Linked DNA regions of Mus musculus: region 1 is linked to region 2. A link is a contact called in public Hi-C data. All regions are on one chromosome and are shown on one strand. Each heading gives the region's core, a stretch centred on a gene start, on an enhancer-like site or on the middle of the called end of the contact. The rest is flanking DNA. Distances are from core to core; before and after follow the strand shown.

Region 1 (4,661 bases), core at 1,057-3,556, 190 kb before region 2:
CATTGACAGAAAAGTACCTAGAACATTTAGTATCTCTATTCCATGACTGCCACCACCATTAGTAGTAATTTTCCTTTAAAGCATTTTTACCATTTTATTACACATACACATGAGATGTGCTTATAGAATGGATATGTTCATGTGGGGGGTATATGGGCATTCTATGGCACACGTGTAGAAGTTAGAGGGTAGCCTCTGTTATAAATCCTTACCTTCCTTTCTATGGTCTTGTTTACTGTGGCATACATGAAGCCTGTGAGCTTCCCGGGATAGGATTCTCCTGTCCCTGCCTTCCATCTCACTGAAGAGGCAGTGGGATTACAGACATGTGCGATGACATCCAGTTTCCTTGGGTTCTGGGAATCTGAGCTCCTGTCTTCACATTTGTGCAGCAAGCAGTTTATCCACCCACAGATCCATCTCCTGAGCCCTTAGTTACAGCTCACAGATGTGCAGTGGACAGATGGCTTCCAGCCTGCAAACCCTTGATTTTCCCTTAGAAGTAAGTAAATGCGGCTCACAGAAGGACATAAATTTATGGCACATATGACACTGGGCATACACAAACTTTGTTGAGTTCCAAGCAATGACTAACATTTTTAATGCCAACTTGAACTGAAGTTGTCCACAGAACAAGAATTAAAGAAACCTCCTCAAAATCCACATTTAGAACATAATCTGAAGCCGCACATTAAATCTTTTTTTCTTACTATTTGATTCTTAACTGATGCTACATCTGTTTGGCTATAGGAATGGCATTTCATTTATGTGTCATTCCTCATTCAAGAAGCGTTGGCTACTACTAAGAGATCTTCAGTATCTGTCTGTGGTCAGAGGGCTATGATGTCTGCAGTGCTGTCGGTTACCATACCACACCCTGTTGACTAAGACAGTCAGGTGACTACATAGAGGAAAGAAACCAAGACATCTCCTACCACCAGGGAGCTGTTGGCGAGTGGCTGTCTTCTCCTGAGACTTGGTGGTAACTTCACTGAGCACTTCAGAAGGACTTCCTCCTTCTGTAACTGCCTCTCTAATACAGTCTACTACTCTGTGTGCATTGTGTGTGGTGAATGTAAGTGTATATAAGTGTCCTTGATGGTGGACACACATAGAGGTACATAGAGGGAGGTCAGAGATCAACAGTATGTCTTCCTCAGCTTAACTTTTGAGACAGAGTGTATCACTGAACCTGGAGATCACTGATTGCCTAGACTGGGTAGGCAATGAGCTCCTGAGTCCCATAACCCTCTTACCTCTACCTACCCCCATCTACCCACACAGCCCTCCTTCCACACTGGAGTTCATGTCCTGTGCCTCCACACCTGGCTTTTTAAGCATAGGTAGTGGGATCCAAACTCAGGTCCACACGGTTGTGTGACAATCACATTAGGGACTGAGCCATCTCCCCCTACTCTCCTCAGTACCACTTATATCCAGTATCCTAATGTAGGTAGGAGTTGACATCTCTGTTTCTCCATAGCCCACGTGTTCACACAAACAACATACATCTGAGGCCTTGCTCCTCAGATTACGGCCAAATACCAGCAAACACTAACACAGTGTTTACACAGCTGCTCTTTCCTCTTCATGATTAAGCAAGTTTGAGTACCAACAAGTTCCACACCATTGTGCAGTTCTGACCTTGACCCCATTTAGGTTTTGCTGTGTGCACTGGGAGGCTTTGGCCTTTTTCTCTCACACTTGTGAGGTCAAACAAGTTTCTTTCTCCAGAAACTTTTCTTTTCAAGCCAGTCATTTTTGAAGTTTTCCTACCTTAAATTATATGATCCTTCATTTCTTATTGCTTGTCACAGACACCCACAATTTATAAAAACACCCATCTTCCATCTAAGAAGCCCTAATATTTGGCTACTCTTCTAGGCTGGATGGCATATCCTTCTACTCTCTAGATTTTATTATGGGGCCAGCAATCTTACTATATTTTCTCTATAACAGGAAAACATCAGAGCCACACTGCTGCTATCTATGTTAGAGCATCCAGGCAGACCTCACATATCCCATAGCTTCTCTGTCACTGTCACTCCAGCAAAGCATGTCTTCATTCCTAGTGGACCACAAGATAAAATTCTTTTAAGAACTCTCAACATCATATGTTCCTAGAAGCATCGAGGATTTGTGTAACTGCTGTCTTAGTGCAGAGATATAGAGATGGCCCGGGGTACCTAACAGCTAAAACACTCATCAGTTTGAGTCTTTTCATGCAAGCATGCCTTTAAATCCAGCCATTTAGAGGCTAAGGCAAGTAACTGCTTCTGAGACCTGTAGAGGGCAGTGTTGACGTGCATTCTGTACTGTGTTCCACATTCTCACAACCCAGGCATCCAAAGAAATGGAGCATCTCGGTGAGTCCAGTTATCTTAGTAAGGATACCTAGTTTATTGTTCCTACCTTTGAGTACCTCACAACATATTACAACACCATTCCTTTAACAAACATCCTCTCTACTCCTTCAAGCACTGTTTCTATAGACTGTTGTATTCTGATGATTTTTTAAAAACCACTAAAAATGATTCTGTTTTAAACTAAACTCCAGCTTTGAGTATGGCTCAATCCTGGGCTACTGTAAGGTCATGACATAGCGGGTTCTGTTTTTCTTTTTTGTTTGATGTGTCCTCAATGCTTTGCTTTTCTCAGTCCCGGTACAAAAAGTAGTTGCTGAGACTGCCTCTCAGACATTTTATTTTTCTCTTAGGAGATGTGCATTAGATCCATTGTCCTTGGAAAAAATTTAATAGTGTCATGATTTGAGATCAAAGTGAAACTCAAACTCGTGGTGAGACCTAGCAAAGTTAAAATGCTTACATCAGAGGTGGATTTGCTTGTTGCTTCAGGCATGTCATTGAAAGCAGAAGGACAGTTTCTAATGCTGAGCAGGGTGGATTTAAGTGAGGGGAAGCCGCAGCTGTGACATGGCCATTTGTACCCACTGGCAAAGATGCGCAACCTTGATCTGATCAGATGGAAACAAGGTTTGTGAAGACTATCATTTCTGTATTTTCAAAGAAACAGACCAACAACCTGAGTGCTGTCCCAAACCAGGTCACTTCCTAACAGAGAATAGCTTACCTACTCTACAGTTCAGATAGAAGTTAGGGCACAAGATGGATAGTTTTTAAAAATAAAGTTTTATAAGGGATGAAGAAAAACAGTCAAAACAAATATCACAAGAAAAAATGCAGCTCTTGAAATTGAATGGTTCAGGAATTGATTAATGGATCTACAGGATGGTTTGAGAACTGATTAGTGGGTCTACAGGATGGCTGGATGTCTCAGGAATTTATTAGTAGATCTACAGGATGGCTGGATGGCTCAGAACTGATCAGTAGGTCTATAGGATGGATGACACATGAACTGATTAGTGAGTCTATAGGATGTGTGGATGGCTTGGGAACTGATTCGTGGGTCTAGAGGATGGATGGCTCAGGAACTGATTAGTGGGTCTACAGGATGGATGGCTCAGGAACTGATTAGTGGGCCTAGAGGATGGCTGGATGGCTCAGGAACTGATTAGTGGGTCTAGAGGATGGATGGCTCAGGAACTGATTAGTGGGTCTAGAGGATGGATGGCTCAGGAACTGATTAGTGGGCCTAAAGGATGGCTGGATGGCTCAGGAACTGATTAGTGGGTCTACAGGATGTCTGGATGGCTCAGGAACTGATTAGTGGGTCTACAGGATGGATGGCTGAATCTGAAGCATAGAAGATAGGGAGTGTGGGGCTGCATTACACAGATTAGGATCTGAATCACGAAGGGAAAATTCTTTGACAAAGTGGGTGTTCTAGGTGAGCCTGTCTATTCCTGCAAACTGGGCACCTGGTTGCTAATCCCCTCATTTGACCACTTGAGCAATATACACAGTGCAAACCCAACAGCACTTATATCACTGCTCCAGCTGCACCCTTTCAACCACCCTGGAAAATCTCCAAGACAATAGGAAGACAAAACAAGCCCACAAAACTGCCCTAGGTTTTGCTTGCAAGCCAATGTGTCCTTTGCATGTAATTGTGTCCATTTGTTGGTTTGTTGATTTTCTAAGATTCTCAGTCTCCAAGGGAAGGATCTGCATTTGGGAAAGTCAGTATCAGAGCATCAAGCCTTGAAGCTGGCTGGGCATTGGGATAAGCTGTGGAATTGATGGGAAATATCCTTCTAAACTACTCCTTCAGGATGCTGCTTCAGAGAACAGCCCAGCATGTTTTATACTTACACTGGTGTTCTGTGGCCAGCTAGATCGTTATTCAGATATTCATGGCAACAGCGGCTATGTTTTATTCACTTCTCATGGTTTCCATATCAGGTAGCATGCTAACAGGTACCAAATAAACACTTACATTTTTAAGCCTCTCTCCTTTTTCTCCCTTTACTGGACACTGAGATACTTTAGTTGATCGTGACAGCTATTTTAACCAAAATGGTACCTTATTTTAAACTCACACCCACATTTAAGTATGGTGTGGAATTAACGGTGGAAAATACTCCCTGTCTGCTGCTTTATGGTTACCTTTAAATATGATATTCTGTATCAGGTGGCAAATTCTTCTGGTGGTTATTATACTTATTAAGAAAAATATCTTCCTGAGTGAGGTAGCCCAGACACAAAAGAACACACATGATATGTACTCACTGATAAGTGGAT
Region 2 (4,798 bases), core at 1,296-3,795:
TCTCCAAATTTTTTTCACGTTATGATGGTACAAAATAAGTAAGCATTTAGTGTAAAGCACTTTGAATTTCAGTCTCTTTTGAGGTTGGTGACAGTCCTGTGACAGTCTGCTATGAAACCGGTGGCTGGGCCTCAGCTTGCAGGAAGCCATGTGATGATACCGGGAAGCCACGGTGCTCTAAGCTAAGTTATAAGGTTCTGTAGGCTAAACGTATCTCAACCTACTGACATTTTTAAAACTCACTGGGTTTGCCAGGAGAACGGCCCACTGTCAGTCAATCAGCAGCTGGACCTGAAAACAGAACTCTATAAATGATAAATTGATTGTACAGCAAGAAAGTTCTTCAAAACCTTAAAGTGTGGAATGATGCATTTTGCAGGGACAGAGGCAAGGAAAGCTGCATGAACCCAAGTCAGTCCTGAGAAGACAGACAAGGGCAGGAAAGGGGCCCGCTGTGCTCTGCTGAGGAATGTCTAAAGAAAGGAGAAGACAGGGGAAGGCCAGCCCCCATGAGCCTGAGTGCATCAGGCCACAGCAGGAGGCCACTGAAGAAGACCCTTGCAGTGGAATAAGTTGATGAAAGCCATGCACCATCATTCATTTCTCTGTTGCTGTGATAAAACAATGATGGAGCCAGCCGGGGCTGTGGATAGCTCATATGGCTTACACTTTGAGATAGCATCCATCATCAGGGGAAGCCAAGGCAGGAACTTAGGGTGATACCTAGAGGCACAAAGTGAGGCAGAAATCTTAGAGGAGAGCTGTACTGGCTTGCCTCTCATGGTTCATCCGAGATGCGTTTCTATATAACCCAGAAGCACAGTAGACTGGGCCTTCCCACATCAATCATTAAAAAAGAAAATGATCCCATAGATGTTTCTTCTGGCCAATCTAATGGTGGTACTTCCTCAGTGGAGTGTCCCTCTTCCCAAGATCATTCTAGCATGTGTCAAGTTGACAAAAGCTAATTAGCACATCATGGTTTATTAAGACGGACCATGACACCATCTACCAGTTGTTACTGGATTTCAACAAAAAACAAGTACAGAGAGGCAAAGCTGTTATCCCAAATAGCAATAATACAATCATGCAAAGGCCAGGTCCAGGAACTGTGAGCTGTTGTAGAACCATCTCCTCCAAACTGAAACACTACATATGGAAAGGAAGCTGCTTATGGAGTTCCGAAGGAAGACTCTCCCATATGCACCTGCTGACTGCAAGCCATGCAGAGAGCTTGGGGGTCCAGTCTTCACAAGTCGTCACCCACACTGCCACAGGCTTTCAGTGACACAACTACCTTTGAGTTATCCATGATCCTGTGAGTGACCCCTCACCAATACTCCTTAAAGTAACTCATAGCTCACCGAGTTACACTTTGGTGATATTACTACTTTGATCTGTCATAGACTTCCTCTTGTCTCCCCAGGAATAATTTCATGGTATATGGGGCCAATAGGAAAGAATACAGGAAGATAAGGCAAGATTTTTATCTGTGAGTTCACGAGAGGTATGAAATCATTGCATTGAAAGTACAAGCGTTCTAAGCAATTAGAAATCAATAAATTAATGTTAGTAATTTTAATTGCTGTCAGCTCCCCCCACAACTTTCAATACAGAAGATAGCTTTCCCTTTTTCTTTTTTTTTCTTTTTGCTATGAGTAGCTACATCTCAGGTTATAGATGGAAACACCAAGTATTAGGATTTTTAGTAAATAGTTTTGAAAAGTAGTTTATAAAGTATGTAGTAGAGAAGTTGTTGAAATGTAGATTCCAGGAACTTATTTCTAGATCATCTCTGGGCATTAGGAGAGGGGAGTATTCCTTTTCTGTCACCGTGGAGTAACTGTAGTCACAGTGGGGTAACATCCCAGAGGATCCTCACCTAAGACCTGTCCCTGCTTTGCAGGATCTGAGCCAGGAGTAAGGCTCAGTAGTTAAGTATGTATGTATGTAAGTAAGTAAGCAAGATTCACCATGTTGCTGACCTCTTTCTTTTACCATTAACATAACGGACACATTTGGAAATAGCACAGTAATCAGGTCCCAGCAAAGCAACCAAGCTAGCAACACTGTTTCCAAGGGAAACACAGGACTGGGTATCTGTCTATTACACCTGTGAGTGTGGCCTGACCTTGCTCGCCACAGTTCAAGTCACGTGGTCATCCTCTTACTGCATCTTTATTTCTTCTATGGCAAGGGCCTGGACAACATTCAAGGTATTAGTCACTCATGAAGCAGGAACACTGACTCTTTGTAAACAAGTATTGTGTTTCCTAAAACTCTCCATTTCTCTCACTGAAGGAAAGGAAAGAAACCAATCATCTATCTCATGTGTGTAGACTTATTTTACTTGGATAAGTGACTGAACGCTTTTTGTTGAACAACTTCAGAGGAAAGGGAACTCAGCCATATCACATCTGCTAGTGTTTCACTTATCGGAAAATAAAAGTGGGAAAGAAACTCAGATGGCAAGGAATACCCCCGAACTAGCAAACCCTTGCTATGCACTGACCTGAAATCATGAACCCACTAAGTGGGAGACAGGATGTTGTGTTTCTCGATCTAGCATAAAACAGCAGGCTTTGCAGACATGCATCTTAGTGCTAACTATAACAGAAGGCAGAAAGATAATAATATGCTTTGAACTTACAAAGTATTGCAAAGTAATACTTCGCCTCTACAATAAATCTTTAAAGAAAAAACTCTGAAAAATAATTATTCTTTTCCACATGTTAAAATTAAAAAACACAGATGTTATTTTCCACAAAAATGCATATGGCTTTGACAGAGCTGAGGCATGAAACCATATTTTTGGTTTTAGGAAATCATGTGATTGAATGCTTTGGTTTGGCACCCTTGGGGCCAAGAGGACTTAGTCACCAGCACCTGTGACTCAGGCCAGTTGGTGAGGGTCTTTCCCACGTGTTGTGTCCTCCCTTGCCCTCCTCTATAATTCCTCACTAAGTTTAGTCATGTCTTCATCCTTCATGTCCATGTTCAACATCCAGCCATGTTCAACAGCATCCTGGACTCTGAGACATTCCCTGAATCCTTCCCAATGGTTTCATTCCAACTCTGTTCCTGGTAAATGGATTTTCTCTCTCTGAAATGCCTTCCTCCTGCAACATTCACTTGTAAATCTCACAAAGCAACTTCACTCACATCAAAGTCACATCATAGTTTGTTAGTGGAGTCTTCCTAGGAAAGGTAAAGTGTCACTCAAAGATTTTTTTTATATCAATTTTCTAAAAGGTATCTGAGGAACCACCAAAGTATGGGCGCTAACAGCTACAGATAGGAATATGCAAAGATGCCGTAAACACATGAACCGTGAAGAATCTAAGACTGTGCATCTTACTACAATTTAGTATAGCTTAGAGCTTAGAACCAATCCTCACAGTATTGTATCACCATTATATTAACATTCTGTGGAGTTTCCTTATTATAATTAAAGTCTGTCTGGCTTGACATGACACTTGTAGAGAAAGATGATCAATAATGCATGCAGAAGGTGAAAACTCAAAGCCCAGAAGATTGAAGTATACTTCATCACAAAAGGAACACTTTGTTCTTAGCTACAAAAAGTAAACAAACAAGCATTTAATTCTCATCGTTCCAAGGATTCCTGTGCACAACTCACTGACCCTATGTCTGCAGAGGACACTGCTGTCATATGATAATGCACACAAGCTGTTAGCTGCTGGGCCACAAGCAGATCATACAGCCCAGACTTCCCAAGGACAACCGTGTCTTATCTATGAATTGCTCAAGAAAACTCAGCAGCTCAATACCTGTGGTATCTTCCCCCAAACCATTCCCTGTAGCTCCAAAAAAAATATACCGTCATAAGCCAAAGTTGTGAGGCTGTCAGCATTAACAGAGGTTCCAGAGCTCTGCATCCACCAAGTGTGAGCAGCAGTGGACATTGTGTTCACTAAAAGAAAAGAGGGCTTGTTTTTGTTTTTCAAAGTCAAAATCTCACAAGATTAACAACAAACTAGCTCAACTCCTGAATGAGTCAAAAAAAACTACCAAGTCAAAATGAGGTTCAAACCTCCCTAGTGTAAAGACTAGCATTAAATGGCCAACTTCCACTACACAAACAGAATAATGCAATACGTATAGACCAGAGCTGAGGACAGGCTCACCCTACTGTTTCTCTCTATCCAAGCAAAGTGCTTTCTGCGCTGGCCATGTTAGATAGCACTGGATTCTAAACATGATAGAAAGGAGTCCAGTTCGCCTGTCTGGTAACGTCTGGTTACAAAGAATGCTTTGCTATGCTTAACTGTAACCAACCTTAGGTCATTCTTCCTTCCCTACATCTTGTGCCCTCTTCTTCCTTGGGCCCTTACTCAATCATATGACCAAGAAGAAAAGAAGGAAGTGGTGAGGGGCTGGGTCTGACTGGAGTATATAAGTCATGTCCTTCAGAAAAACAGAAGGCCTGGCAGCTTGCAGGATTATTTTTGGCTTAGGTCATTTCTTATCAGGGGACTTTAGTGAGGTTTTAACTTGTATTCAGTTATAGAAACTTGGAAGAAGGCTTGTTTTCAGTTCATTTATTTCCTGTATGAGACAAATTAATATTAAAGATATTAAGCCAGTAAAAATAATACAATAATATATCCTTACTCTTTAAATGATATTTCCCAAGGCTGAGGGTGTAGTTCAGTGGTAGACCATATCTAGCATGGGTGAGCACCTAGGTTCATTTCCCAGCACTGCACACATGCACACATGCACAGAAGACACATAGACACACATATACACACCACGCCATACTCACTACCATATA

The links. Hi-C and Micro-C count contacts between places; a contact is called where the count stands out from the background.
Region 1: a contact with region 2 is called in a Hi-C map of muscle stem cells, with 3 times the contacts expected there. The contact joins two enhancer-like sites. A contact is called at or near these places in 5 of 484 Hi-C or Micro-C datasets (cortical neurons, embryonic fibroblasts, muscle stem cells and 1 more).

The regions. Positions count from the first base shown.
Region 1 is chr5:102,690,321-102,694,981 of GRCm38.p6, reverse strand. All of the region lies in intron 3 of Arhgap24 (Rho GTPase activating protein 24), which reads right to left. Among named protein-coding and RNA genes, the nearest start is that of Gm30396, 61 kb to the right of the region's middle. Within about 2 kb of position 2,306, at least 14 of the 459 cell types and tissues checked have an H3K27ac peak or open chromatin away from gene starts, as enhancers often do. A contact at or near this core is called in muscle stem cells, where this site is marked.
Region 2 is chr5:102,502,133-102,506,930 of GRCm38.p6, reverse strand. All of the region lies in intron 1 of Arhgap24 (Rho GTPase activating protein 24), which reads right to left. Among named protein-coding and RNA genes, the nearest start is that of Arhgap24, 23 kb to the right of the region's middle. Within about 2 kb of position 2,545, at least 15 of the 459 cell types and tissues checked have an H3K27ac peak or open chromatin away from gene starts, as enhancers often do. A contact at or near this core is called in muscle stem cells, where this site is marked.